Linked DNA regions of Mus musculus: region 2 is linked to region 1. The links are chromatin contacts, called in public promoter capture Hi-C maps. All regions are on one chromosome and are shown on one strand. Each heading gives the region's core, a stretch centred on a gene start, on an enhancer-like site or on the middle of the called end of the contact. The rest is flanking DNA. Distances are from core to core; before and after follow the strand shown.

Region 1 (5,988 bases), core at 2,528-5,027:
TGGGAAACTACACCTTATTGCAGCCAACAGACCCTCAGATATTTCAGATCTATCAGATGGAAGAATGCAGGCCCAGAGGTCTGTGTTATAAGGGCAGAGCCAAGTGAAGTCCTTCCCAAGACACTGAGGCTCTCTGGGTGCTGCAGGCACAGAGACGTCAGGCCAGCCTGCACCGTGGGCTCAATACCTAGAGTTTACATATCATTGTATATTTCAAAGTTATTCCATCAAAGGAGTGGATGACCTCTAAATTTGCTGTTAAGAATGTGAACATACGTACATGCAGACATACGAAATCTATCTACTAATCTAACTCCATAAAATAACCTCCCATCCCCTCCCACCAGCAAACTCCCCCCAATTCCCCACAAAGCTGCAAGGGTATCATCCCAGAGAGAAGGCTTTTCTGGTGAGTTTAGCCTAAGGTAAATTCTGATTGACTGTACTTTTTTTTCTTCATGCCCTGCACTTACAGGAACCAGGGCAATTAATTTCATAGACTACTCTGATCCTGTGACTTGTAGGAAAGTAGTGCTTAGGAAAAATACTGTGTGCATCCTAAGGGATTTAAGAGATGTCTCTGGTAAAACTGAGGTTCTGTGCTTCAGAGATGAATTCCAGCCACTGACTTTCCAAGGCCCTCCTCCTCCCTCCTCCCCGTCCTCCTCCCCCTTCCCCTCCTCCTCCTCCTCTTCCTCCTCCCCCTCCCCCTCCCCGTCCTCCTCCCCCTTCCCCTCCTCCTCCTCCCCTTCCTCCCCTTCCCCTCCCCCTCCTTCTTTCAGTGCATACCTCATCCCTATACCCTCCACCCTGACATGCCAGAGCTTGCCCAGGATCTGAAGTCTGTGCAGTGGAAATTTAAAATAACTCCCTGTCACAGTATTCTCTAAACTGGAGAAGAAGGTCCCAGCATTGCACACTCACTGAAGTTTAATGCTGAGTTTGGCTTATAGGAGAAACTTGAATGATCTCTTCAATTGCAAATCTAGGTTCTTACTTTCTTCTCCACAAATATAAGCCAAACATTCAAGCAAGTATTTGCTAGGATAAATGTTAATTAAGCTGCCACCGTGACAAAACACTCAGGGTCTAACTTGGCTTATTTATTTATTTATTTATTTATGTAGGAAAATAAATGAGGTGACTGTGTAATCCAGAATTCTTAACATTTTAACAATAATAGTAAAGAATATATTTATTTATTCCTAAGAAATTACTGACCTTTATAAACTATGCATATTATTTAGTATTATGGTCACCATTGCCAAGAATGTACTTAGACCAAAATAAATGTATTTACTGTTATGAATATCACTCAGCAAAACACAATCTTCTAACACTTTGTTGTGAACGTTTTGCTTTGTTAATAGCTTTAAGTAAATATTATTTTCAAGGATCATGAAGAAGCGGTCTAGAGGGAGAGGCACAGATGCTAAATATTGGCATGGTTTAAACAGACCTACCTACCCTCCCCTGCCGTACAAGACAGTGGTCCTGCATTGTGGGAGCGTATGCATTCCATATGGTGTGAGCTCATGCAAGCACACTGTTTTTCAGCAAGGTCCTATTACAGCTTTCGGGAGACTATCACCCTAAAGTGTAGAACACCCCATTTGTTTGCAGTTGTGTAGTACACTAATGATCACTCAACACAGAGTAGGCAGAATGACAAGTATTTTAACTCATCCCTGTCTATAATGGTGAGGAGATGGGGACATCGCAGATGGCGCCACGGCTCTCGTTTCCTTCCACAGTCTGACACTAAGGTCAGTGTTCCATTGGTGTTTTGTATCTGAGAGTTGAGCAAGAGCTGTCTACCACATTATGGGAACTTAATTACCGATGTGAAGGAGATGGGAATAACTCCCCTGAGGTGTAAAATCTCTTTCACACTTATCCCGGATCAGTTTAGAACCAGGCACCACATCATGAAAGTAAGATATTTTTAAGATTCATTTGGAAAATGGAGGTTTCCCAAGGCTGATTTCTATAGTGAACTGTAACACTGCAGTGGGGAAAAGCTGCTGCTACCGAGTCATGGTTAAAGAAGCAACCTAGACAGAAAACTTGCCCTTTCCCTTCCATTCACACAGTAATGGAACCGCCTGAGGTTAGAGCAGGCACACCCTAAAAGATGAGCTTACCCTACAAGGCAAGAAACAGGGAAATGGCACTGTGTGTGTTTCACAAGAGGGCCCTACAGGCCAAATCATGTCCCAGCAAGAATGCTGCTCCTGCCTCTGCAAGCTAACTTCTGCTACTGAGTATTCTTTGGGGCTGTATCAGCCTTGGAGTGAGCTATAATTACCAAAGTCTATTTTAAAAACCTACAAGCATACCTCTTATAGCCCCTGAAAGACTTGAGTTTGAATTCATTTTAAGAAACAGCTAGGTTATTCCAAGGCAGCACAATGCCTGTAAGAACTAAAAGATTCGAAGCAATAGAAAGTCCTGTAAGCCAAGCATTTATGCCTGTTTTTAGGTAGAGCAAAGGCCTTTTAAAACAAGCAGGAATATCTGTAGTCTTCTCCTTTTATTGCCTGCCTCCCTGTCTGAGGAAGTTCTTCCAGGGAGAAAAAGCTGATAAGGGCCAGAACCCAAACCAAACAGCGTCTGGCAGAAGTCCTGGGTGCTTTAGGAAAAGAATCAAGTTATGGTTAATCTAGAAAATGAATGAAAACAAAAAAAGTAACTTGCTTCCTTTAAAGGGGGCAAACTGACCCGTAAAGCCTGCACACTGCTCCCTACACACTGCTGGTCACTACTGTCTCCATCCTAAACAGGAGGGACACTTGCTTGAGGGAGAAAAGGCTTTTCTTGGTTTTGTTTTTTCAAAGACTACTACTAACTTGTAAATCAAGTACTTGGGGCCTTTCCCTGGCAGAGGCAAACAGAGTTCCCCTGCGATGTGTACAGAGTTTCCCTGCGATGTGTTAAAAGTGGCAACTCAACTTCAGTGAAGTGTTTACTTCTCCGATTTTAAATCAGACTCAGATAAACTTCCTTAACATTCACTTTTCAACGAAGGCCACTCCCCAGAACAAGAATGAACATGAAACAGCTCCACAGCTAAGATACTGAAATATCTATCTAAATCATAACTGCTCCTACTTGGCCTGAAAGGACTTTCTCATAAGATTAAAAAAAAAAAGTTTAAGTTAGATGAAATGAAATGAATTCACCCTGGCATATTATTTATTTTTATACGTACTTTGCAATGACTGGCATCAGTTTGCACTGGTAACTGAGAAACTTTACTTTTAAATGAGTTGGAGTCTTTCAGGGTTGAGCCTGATTCGGGTCACCCAAAACTGCTGCTTCTGAAGTTTGAACTCTAAGCGGACTTTGAAACACCCACTACCCCTGACCTTTTAAAGATCAGCTCCAGCTGCTACCACAGCTCAGGCCCCCAAGGGCTTCCCGGAGGCGGCGGCCACTCACCGTACTCCATGAGGCTCTGGCAGCCATCGTCGTAGGAGCCGCTGCCGCCGCCCTCGTCGAAACACCTCCACCAAAGCGACGATGTCTGGATGTGGTTGCTAGACTGCAGCCAGCCGCGGCCGGCCAGCGCGATGATGTCGAAGGCGATGGCGCTGAGCAGCAGCAGGGGCAGGATCCACCTGCAGCGCTCGCAGGCCAGGCCGCAGCGCAGCATGTCGTCGGTGGCGGCGGGCGCGGAGCGGAGGAACGCCGGGCAGGAGCAGCGGCCAAGAGTGGTCCTGCGAGCGCTGACACCGCGACTAAAGGAAGAGGCGGCTCCCCCGAAGACGCGGCCCCCGGGCTGGCGGCGGGGGAGCGGCGCTCCAGCCACACCTTGATTCCGGTGACTCAGAGCGCACCGCCCCGACCTGCTGGGTCACCCGGGCGGCAGAGCTCAGGCTCGCCCCGGGCTCGTCGCCAGGGTGGGCGTGCCTGTGCCTCCAGCCGCCTGCAGTCCCACCAGATTGCCGCCAGCCCAGCGCACACACCTGTGGACACTCCAGCGCCAGCCTGTGCTCTGCCCTAAATTAACACAGTGTAAGGAGCATGGCTAAGGCTACACTTGAGCTCCAAGCACCGTGCCCAGGACATCCCAATAGCCTGTGAAATAAATGATGGGCCCTAAAATGTAAGGACTTGTGGGTTCAAACCTGGGAGCGTCTGTCCCTGGCTTCCACAGGCAGATCCTACACTTCCTGCCCGGATCTACCTTTGGACCTTGGCTCTTGCTGCCATAGACACGCAAATGTTCTGTGCTCTGGTGGTTCAGGCTGGGTGACCAGCAGGTCCCAGTGGCTCACTCTAGGTTGCGGAGGCTGTCTCTTAATCCGGGTAGCTTTGGTGTTGATAACTTCAGTTCCCTTTGCCCCAGTTAGTGTGTTCCCCACACATCTACCCTTTCTATCTACTTTACACAGTTTTTGTTTTTTCAAATATAAGCACGTGTCAGCATGCACAAGCAACTGAAATCCTCCCCAAATCCTGAGCTAGCTTCTGTCCCTAAGAATCTTCACTTGTAGCAGGGAGGGTGGGGCATCAGCCAGGAGTGGCGCTGAGAGAAACAAATTCCCAGTGCCAGGTCAATGGTGGCCAGGGAGAGATCAACCAGAGCATTCACTTTTTACCCCGTGCCCCGAAATCTTCTGACACCTCATGTCAGTTTAAAGATATGGAAAGCACTCAGTGGTATTTCCTTCTTACACAAGACGCTCGCAACAGAAGTAGTTACTAGGACGCATAGACTAAGAACACTGAGAAGATCTGTCTCAGAGTCCAAAGAATATCACTACCCAGCCTTCACTTAGCAGAAACCAGTAAGCATTTCAGTCCTGAAAACCGCAGAGGCACATACACGTTGAGCAAGGTTCATTGCCCACAGGACAAGTGCGGTGCGTATGCCCTAAACGTTAGGACCTAAAGGCTTTCAAACGTAATGAAAATATTTTAGCTAGCTATGTCCTGTGTGGAAAAGTCGTATTTTTACCAATCAAATGAGTTTCCACTGGTGTCTTAATGAATAATTTTGGAATACACACACACACACGCATATATATATATGTTTATATTATGTCCTCATTCTTGTGATACAATTTCCACAGTTTTGTGGAGAGGGACTCCTTAATATCAATCTGGTCAAAGGTAATTTTGACTGTTCAGAATCTCTGAAAGAGACTATAGTAATTAATTGGTTCTGTCGGCTCAAAGGGGAATAAGATATAGTTTATTTCTCAAGGTAAAAATAACAAAAGCTAAACTAATTGATGCCTAAAGCCAAGACACCACGTGACCGGCATAAACCATAACACCAGGCAATTATTACTAGATAATTTCTTACAATCAAACGGCACATACCTAGAGCTGGGCCTGATCCTTGTTTATCAGACTCCATAAACTGATTTATAAGCGCAAAAGGCAATTGGAGGTGAACTTCACAAAATTCCTTGGTCCGTGAGAGAATGAGACCACTTCCTGGTAAGATCTTTTTCAATAGTTTAGATCTTGTTTCTTGTTTGAAATCACTCCTGATCCTACAACCTGACGCACGTGCTATCCAAAATAAGATGTAAAAAGTTTTCTGTATAACAAGATGTCTCCAAAATATAACTTCAGGGATTGTTTAATTTAGTTCCTAAAACAGTTAATCCCACCCTTTGATGAAGAGGTTAGTTTATGAATCTCTAACTTAAAGTTTCAATTGCTCAGCCAATATCAGCAGGGAATGGCAGCTCATGGCTATAATCCTAATACTCCGAGGTTGAGGCAGGAAGATTGTCATCAGTTCAAGTCCAATAACATAGGCTTCATAGTTAATTCTGGGCAAGCCTGGGCTAGAATGTGAGACCAAGCAAATAAATAAACAATTTACTCAAATTGAAAGTAACTGGTCAAAATATTATCCCCATAGATACAATATCATATGGAGGAATCTAGTCTGTGTGGACTAGCGCCTCTTAAGGACACTCCACAGCCTCCTCTACACATAGCCTTATATAGGTGAACATGAATGTG
Region 2 (5,988 bases), core at 1,069-3,568, 1.1 Mb before region 1:
TCCCCTGCTACCCAGAGCTAGACTGGTGACCAGTTAAATACCAGTGATCCTCCTGTCTTCCACCCTTGTAAAGTTTCACAGGGCTATAGCTAGTTGAATGGTAGAATATTTGCATAGGTTATCTGCTGTTATTGGAATAATTTCCATATTTTGTCCAGTCTGCATTTAGTACTGCTATGGACAGAGATACCAGGCCCCTAAACAGATACTTACATAGCCATAAGAACTCTGTTGTGTCATTGCCTGATGCAAATCTAATTTCTAAGCATTTAAATCTACATCTGAAAATAGTGTGCAAATCTTCCAAGCTTGAAAAATACTTCTTGTTTGTTTGTTGTTTTGTTTTTGGAGACAGGGTTTCTCTCTGTAGCCCTGGTTGTCCCCAGGACAGCCACTCTGTAGACTAGGCTGGCTTCAAACTCAGAGATCTACCTGCCTCTGTCTCCGAAATTCTGGGTTTAAAGGCATTCATTTACCATGCCTGGCTTGAGCAGTATTTTTTTAAGAGACATTTATTTTATGTGATGTGAACATATGTGAGTACACTGTCCCTGTGTTCAGACACACCAGAAGAGTGCATCAGTCCTCATTACAGATGGTTGTGAGCCACCATGTGGTTGCTGGGAATTGAACTCAGGGCCTCTGGAAGAACAGTCATTGCTCTTACCCACTGAGCCATCTCTCCAGCCCCAAGTAATAAATGAGTCTACAGTCCCCATCTTGTGGATCTCTCTCCCTTCCATAGCTTCTCCACTGCCAGCTTTCCATGTGGCTGTTTGCCCCAAATCTGCCTTTATCTGTCTTCTCTCATTCCATTCTCTTGCTAAATAAAAATAATTTCCGTGGTTTAAATATTATCTACATGCAAGTAAGAAGGCTTGGCTGGACTCCATTGTGCTGTATTCAAGTACTGCACACAGTACACAGTCAACATGCAGAACTGGAGTTTATTAATGCTCCATTGTCCTTATTTCAATAAACAATTCCTGTGTCTAGATAAGTACTATACTAAGAGTTGGAAACCATTTAAGCTTTTTGTCTTCATTTGACCCTTAAGCGTACCCTCTCCACACCTTTCCATAATTCTCAACAAAACACTATTACCCAACTATAGCATCTTCTGCTTGAGTTGTTGCTAAAGTCTCTAACTGTACTCCATTGCCAATCTCTAGCCTCCAGTTACTGTTGCTTGGGAATGATAACTCACTAAATGATCCATATCTGAAAACTTGCACAGATCTCTATTATTTAAGCTGCAGCACAGTTCCTTGGGCATGGGGTACAATACAAGAGTTCATGTTGGAGCATTTGATTTTCTCTCACCAGGTGGAATCTACCCAAAGTGCTCTTTCTCTATCAGGCTAGACTGAGTCCTGGCAGCTACCATCCCTTGCGGTTTTAGGTTTCCTGGGTTCTTCACCCTTCTCCTGATCCCACAATGGCTTCCAACTTTTTAGTTAGAGAAAGTCATTTGTATGAATTCACCCTAGATTATCTCCTTTCTAAAATGTTCCCTGACACCCTACCCTAAAAACATCTGTGTATATTCATCACAGCATCAATAGCATTTTGATTACACTTGACAGCTTTCAAGTCTTGTAATCTCTTGAGCTCAACCACGTATCCCAGTGGGTCTTTTGAATGCAAAAGTCTAGCACCAAGCTTGGTACATGACTTGGTCTGTGCAGGTTGACTGGTTTAATGATTAACAAGTCTCTTTCACTCTTCAGTGTTTGGTTTGGCAAACTGCACATTCATCTACCACATTGCATATGCTTGGCAAACATTTGAATGAAGAAATTAATGAGCCCAAGTCTTCCTTAATTACTGGAATATATCTGCATAGTGCAACTAACTACATAAAACCTATAGACCGCAAATTGCACATGATAATAGTCCTATCCTTTAACTTCATTGTTGTCTGGATTCAAATTACCTTGGGCAACCTAGTACTCCATTCGTTGCCCTTGGACTCACTAACTGCTTTCCGAGTTTGTTGTGGCTTTTATTTCGTAACCATCAGGAAAATGTCAGAATAGCAAAGTTTTAAAGTTCAAGCAATTAATAAAAACACAAGGTTTTTATTTAAAAAAAAAACATGGAGGTTGCAATTAAACGTGAACAACTGTCTGAAGTGACTCCTAGCGAGTATCTTCTCTTTTAGGTCTAGAATAATCTCTGAAAGACCAGTTGATTTTAGTTAGAGCAAATCATTGGATTTTTGCCCAAAAGAAAAATGGTCCTCGCGGCGTCAGTTCCCTTTTCTATGTAGCCCAATCAAAATCTAGGATTCCGGGCGTCGGCGTCGTCACTTCCGCCCGGCCTTCCTGGACTTTCAGTGAGCCGCAGTGGGGCACTTCTACCTCGAGACTGTTTCCGCGCTCGGGCCGGGAGGCCGAGTGACGGCGGGCGAGCGGAATGAGCGCGGCGCGGACGCTGCGGGTGCCCGGCCGCCACGGCTATGCGGCCGAGTTCTCTCCGTACCTGCCGGGCCGCCTGGCCTGTGCCGCGGCGCAGCACTACGGCATCGCGGGTGAGCGCGGGCCGCGCCTCCGGGGCGGGCGTAGGACGCGCCGCTGAGCGCGCGGTGCCGCCGCCACCGCCAGGGGGCGACAGAGCTCGGCCCTCCCTCCTAGGTCCCCCTTTCTGCGGAGTTGGCATTGGAGCCCAGGGGAAGTCTACAGCTAGTCCTTTCCCTTCTGTAAGAAGGATGCACTTGTCAGTACTTGCAAGGTGGAGTCAACAGAGCCACCAGTTCAAAGCCATCCTCAACAGAGACTTAGGGAGACGCTGGCCCTTTCTTGAAAAAGAAAAAAAAAAAAACTAGAAAATTCTGTGCTCGCTTTTAGTTGTTCTAGGGGAAGTGGATAAATGTGCAGAGATGTCTAAGTGCTCAAGCCATTTATTTTAACTTATACCCCATCTGCTGTTTATGCACAGGAGCAGTGTATGGCAAACCATTGCATAATGTCAGTGATCTGTAATACTTGTTTACTGCAGGAAAAAAATACGATTTCTGAAAAGTAGTGGTAAATAAACTTGTTTCCGTATAGTTTGTCCATTAGTGCTTAGTGCTTTCACGGTTGGGTTCACAGTTCTTGGCCATCAAACTTTAGACTTTTATAAAGGTTTCTTACAAGAAATTGGTATAATTAGGAATTGTTTTCTAGAGATTTTTTGTGTGTGTGTCTGAGTTTTTTGCTTGTATGTATGTCTGTGAACCATGCCTGGTGCCAGCTAAGGTCAGAAGAGAAGATTCAAAGAGGGTGTTGGATCCATTACTGATGGTTGTCAGCTGCCAAGTGGGTACTGGGATTAGAAGCTGGCTCTGCACATGGAAGGGGTCGGGTCTCTGACCTGACAGTTGACTTTTTTTTTTCTTCTTCATCAGTTACGTTTAAGTGGAAGATCTTTAACACTTTACCCACCTCACTGATCACAAAAACTCAAAGCGAAATTCTGTGAAGACTCTAGTTTGAACAGTTGAATGTGCATGTGAGCATAGTAATTAGTCATCTTACCTTGTAAAGTTCAAGTGCAGATTCCCTTTGAACAGATGTTAATGGAGTGTGAGATGGGGGAGAGAAAGAGACATTAGTCTTTCAGCAAAAATTATTGATTGTTGGCACATAACTGAAGTTAATGTTGTTTTCAACACCTGACCAACGAGTATATGGTATTTCCACATATACTGTCTTAAAATGCTGTGATTGGTGTGTTCTGCGTGTATCAGCAGGGGAGAACCACAGTCTTGGGGGTTTGTAAGCACAAGCCTTCCTTGTCTTCTGTTATTAGCTCCAGCTTGAAAGGTTTGCGTGCCTAGCACCAGGCCCGGTGTGAGTTGGCACTCTGATGCGTTTCCCCAGACTGGTGTTCCGATTCCAGTCTGGCCAGATGGTAAGTTGGATATTTAAGGACTGAAGCATACTATGTAACTTTTAATTGTTCTGTATATACGGTTGCAGTTATTTTATGGGAAATTTGTGGTAGTTAAAGCTGGTCCACAATGTTTAAGATTTCATCATAGATGACTCCCAGGAGGTTAAACAACATGACTTAGGGCTTTGTTTTGTTTTGTATTTCTTCTAGGCTGTGGAACTCTATTAGTATTGGATCAAAATGAATCTGGACTTCAGATTTTTAGAAGGTAAAGTGATTGACATTTCTGGTGCTGTGATAAGGCATCAAGATTAAGGCAACTTACAAAAGAAAGTAGTTACTTTAGGCTTATAATCTTAGTGGGTCAGGGTCAGAGTCTATAATGGTGGAGCAAAGTCATGGCTACAGGAACAGCTGAGAGCTCACATCTTGAGCCACAGATGGGAGGCAGAGAGATCCACTCTGGGAATGGGGCAAGTCTTTTGAAGTCCCAGAGCCTGGCCCCAGTGGCACACTTCTTCCAGCAATACCACATCTCCTAAATCCTTCCCAAATACTTGTATCACCTAGGGACTGAGTATTCAAACCTAAGAGCCTGTGGTGGCCATTCTCCTCAAACCATTATAATGGCTCTAATTATTAAGTGTACATATACAGTCAACCTCTGTCAAAGTCTTAATGCAGTTGCATTTTGAATATTTGGAACTAATAGGTTTTTAATTTATGATGTAAAATAAACTTTTACATTGGCATCATATAGAAATTATTTTTGCTAACTATGATTATGCCATGTTCTCAAGCTTACTAGTGTCTGCTTATAAATTATACATTTAAAACGTAAAACAGTGAGCGTCTTAGTAATTTAGTTTCCTTAAGCAAGAGCTAGCGCTCATCCTGTGGACTGCCCAGTGTTTCTCTCTGGACCTGTCTTCCAGGTTGAGTGATGGACACACGCTACTTCTATCAGGATTAGTCAAAGGCAGAGGAAAGAGATTCTGTAGAAAGCCACTACCTGCTCGTAGCTCAGATGAAGAAAGATTTGTGGGAGTATTTGAAATGATTGGTCTCCGTATTTTGAAAGTCTCACAAGTGCATGCTGTGAGTCACAGGTGCACTACAATAAAAGCAGGTGATGTCAGCATGTCTTTGGTGGATACCTCATATGAGTGTTTGGAAACCTCCTTTCAGTTTAACTTTGGAGCTATCTACCTGCCCTTCCTGGGCTGTGCTTCCAGGCCACTGTGGAGTACCTGCTCTATTTATCTCTTGTAGTTTTCAAGATCATCTGAGGTAATGTGTGTTACAATATGTGAAAAACAAGGAAAAAAACAGTAACTATAAAATTAAGATGTTAATCATTTTGTGATCTGCAGTGCATGTATTTTCTTTTCTGGCGTAGCTTTGACTGGAATGACGGCTTGTTTGACGTTACCTGGAGTGAAAACAATGAGCATGTCCTTGTCACCTGTAGTGGTGATGGCTCACTGCAGCTCTGGGACACTGCCAAAGCCACAGGCCCTCTCCAAGTCTATAAAGAGCACACGCAGGAGGTATGATGATGGCTTCCCTTATTGTTTGTTTGAAATCTCTTTGGGATGAACACAGGGAAATGCTTTCAGGGGACAAGGTTAAGCTTTAATGTTTCTTATTCATAGTAGATGTCACTTATTATTCTGTTATTCAAACATAAAGTACTTCTTAGCCTAAGACAAGACAAGAAAAGGTCAGGCTTCTCATTAGGCAACAGCAGTGCCTCTAGCAGGCACGGTGGCATCCTTCCCTCCAGAGGGCCTCAGCCTTCCTTATGCCCTATGAACACGCCTACACGCAGTGCCTCAGGAGAGGGTGGGCGGGCTGTTCGCAGGCTCTCTCACGATTGTCTGCAGGCTTCAGTAAGACTCAATGTATTCCAACAGCGGCATCAAGTACCAACTAGGAGGCTGAGTTCACTAAAAGAAAATAAAGATTTAGTGTTTGTAAATTTGTATGTGTGACTGTGTGTGCGCACACGTGCACAAGAGTGAGTTCAGACACTCATGCAAGCTGGAATTACTGGGTTTCCCCAGAGAACTAGTTACAGGCGTTTGCGAGCTGCCTGGTGTGGGTGTT

What was found. Promoter capture Hi-C pulls out the DNA fragments that hold promoters and counts their contacts.
Region 2: a promoter capture Hi-C map of liver shows a contact between it and region 1, with 5 times the contacts expected there. The contact joins the promoter of Pex7 here to the promoter of Perp in region 1. A contact is called at or near these places in 3 of 39 promoter capture datasets (the 3T3-L1 cell line, liver and pre-B cells) and 2 of 9 other capture datasets (adipose tissue and macrophages).

The regions. Positions count from the first base shown.
Region 1 is chr10:18,842,860-18,848,847 of GRCm38.p6, reverse strand. Perp (PERP, TP53 apoptosis effector) reads right to left here and starts at 3,777. Exons shown (of 3, transcript NM_022032.4): 1 at 3,442-3,777. The coding sequence starts at 3,655.
Region 2 is chr10:19,904,004-19,909,991 of GRCm38.p6, reverse strand. Pex7 (peroxisomal biogenesis factor 7) reads left to right here and starts at 2,318. Exons shown (of 10, transcript NM_008822.2): 1 at 2,318-2,533; 2 at 4,090-4,147; 3 at 5,279-5,429. The coding sequence starts at 2,419.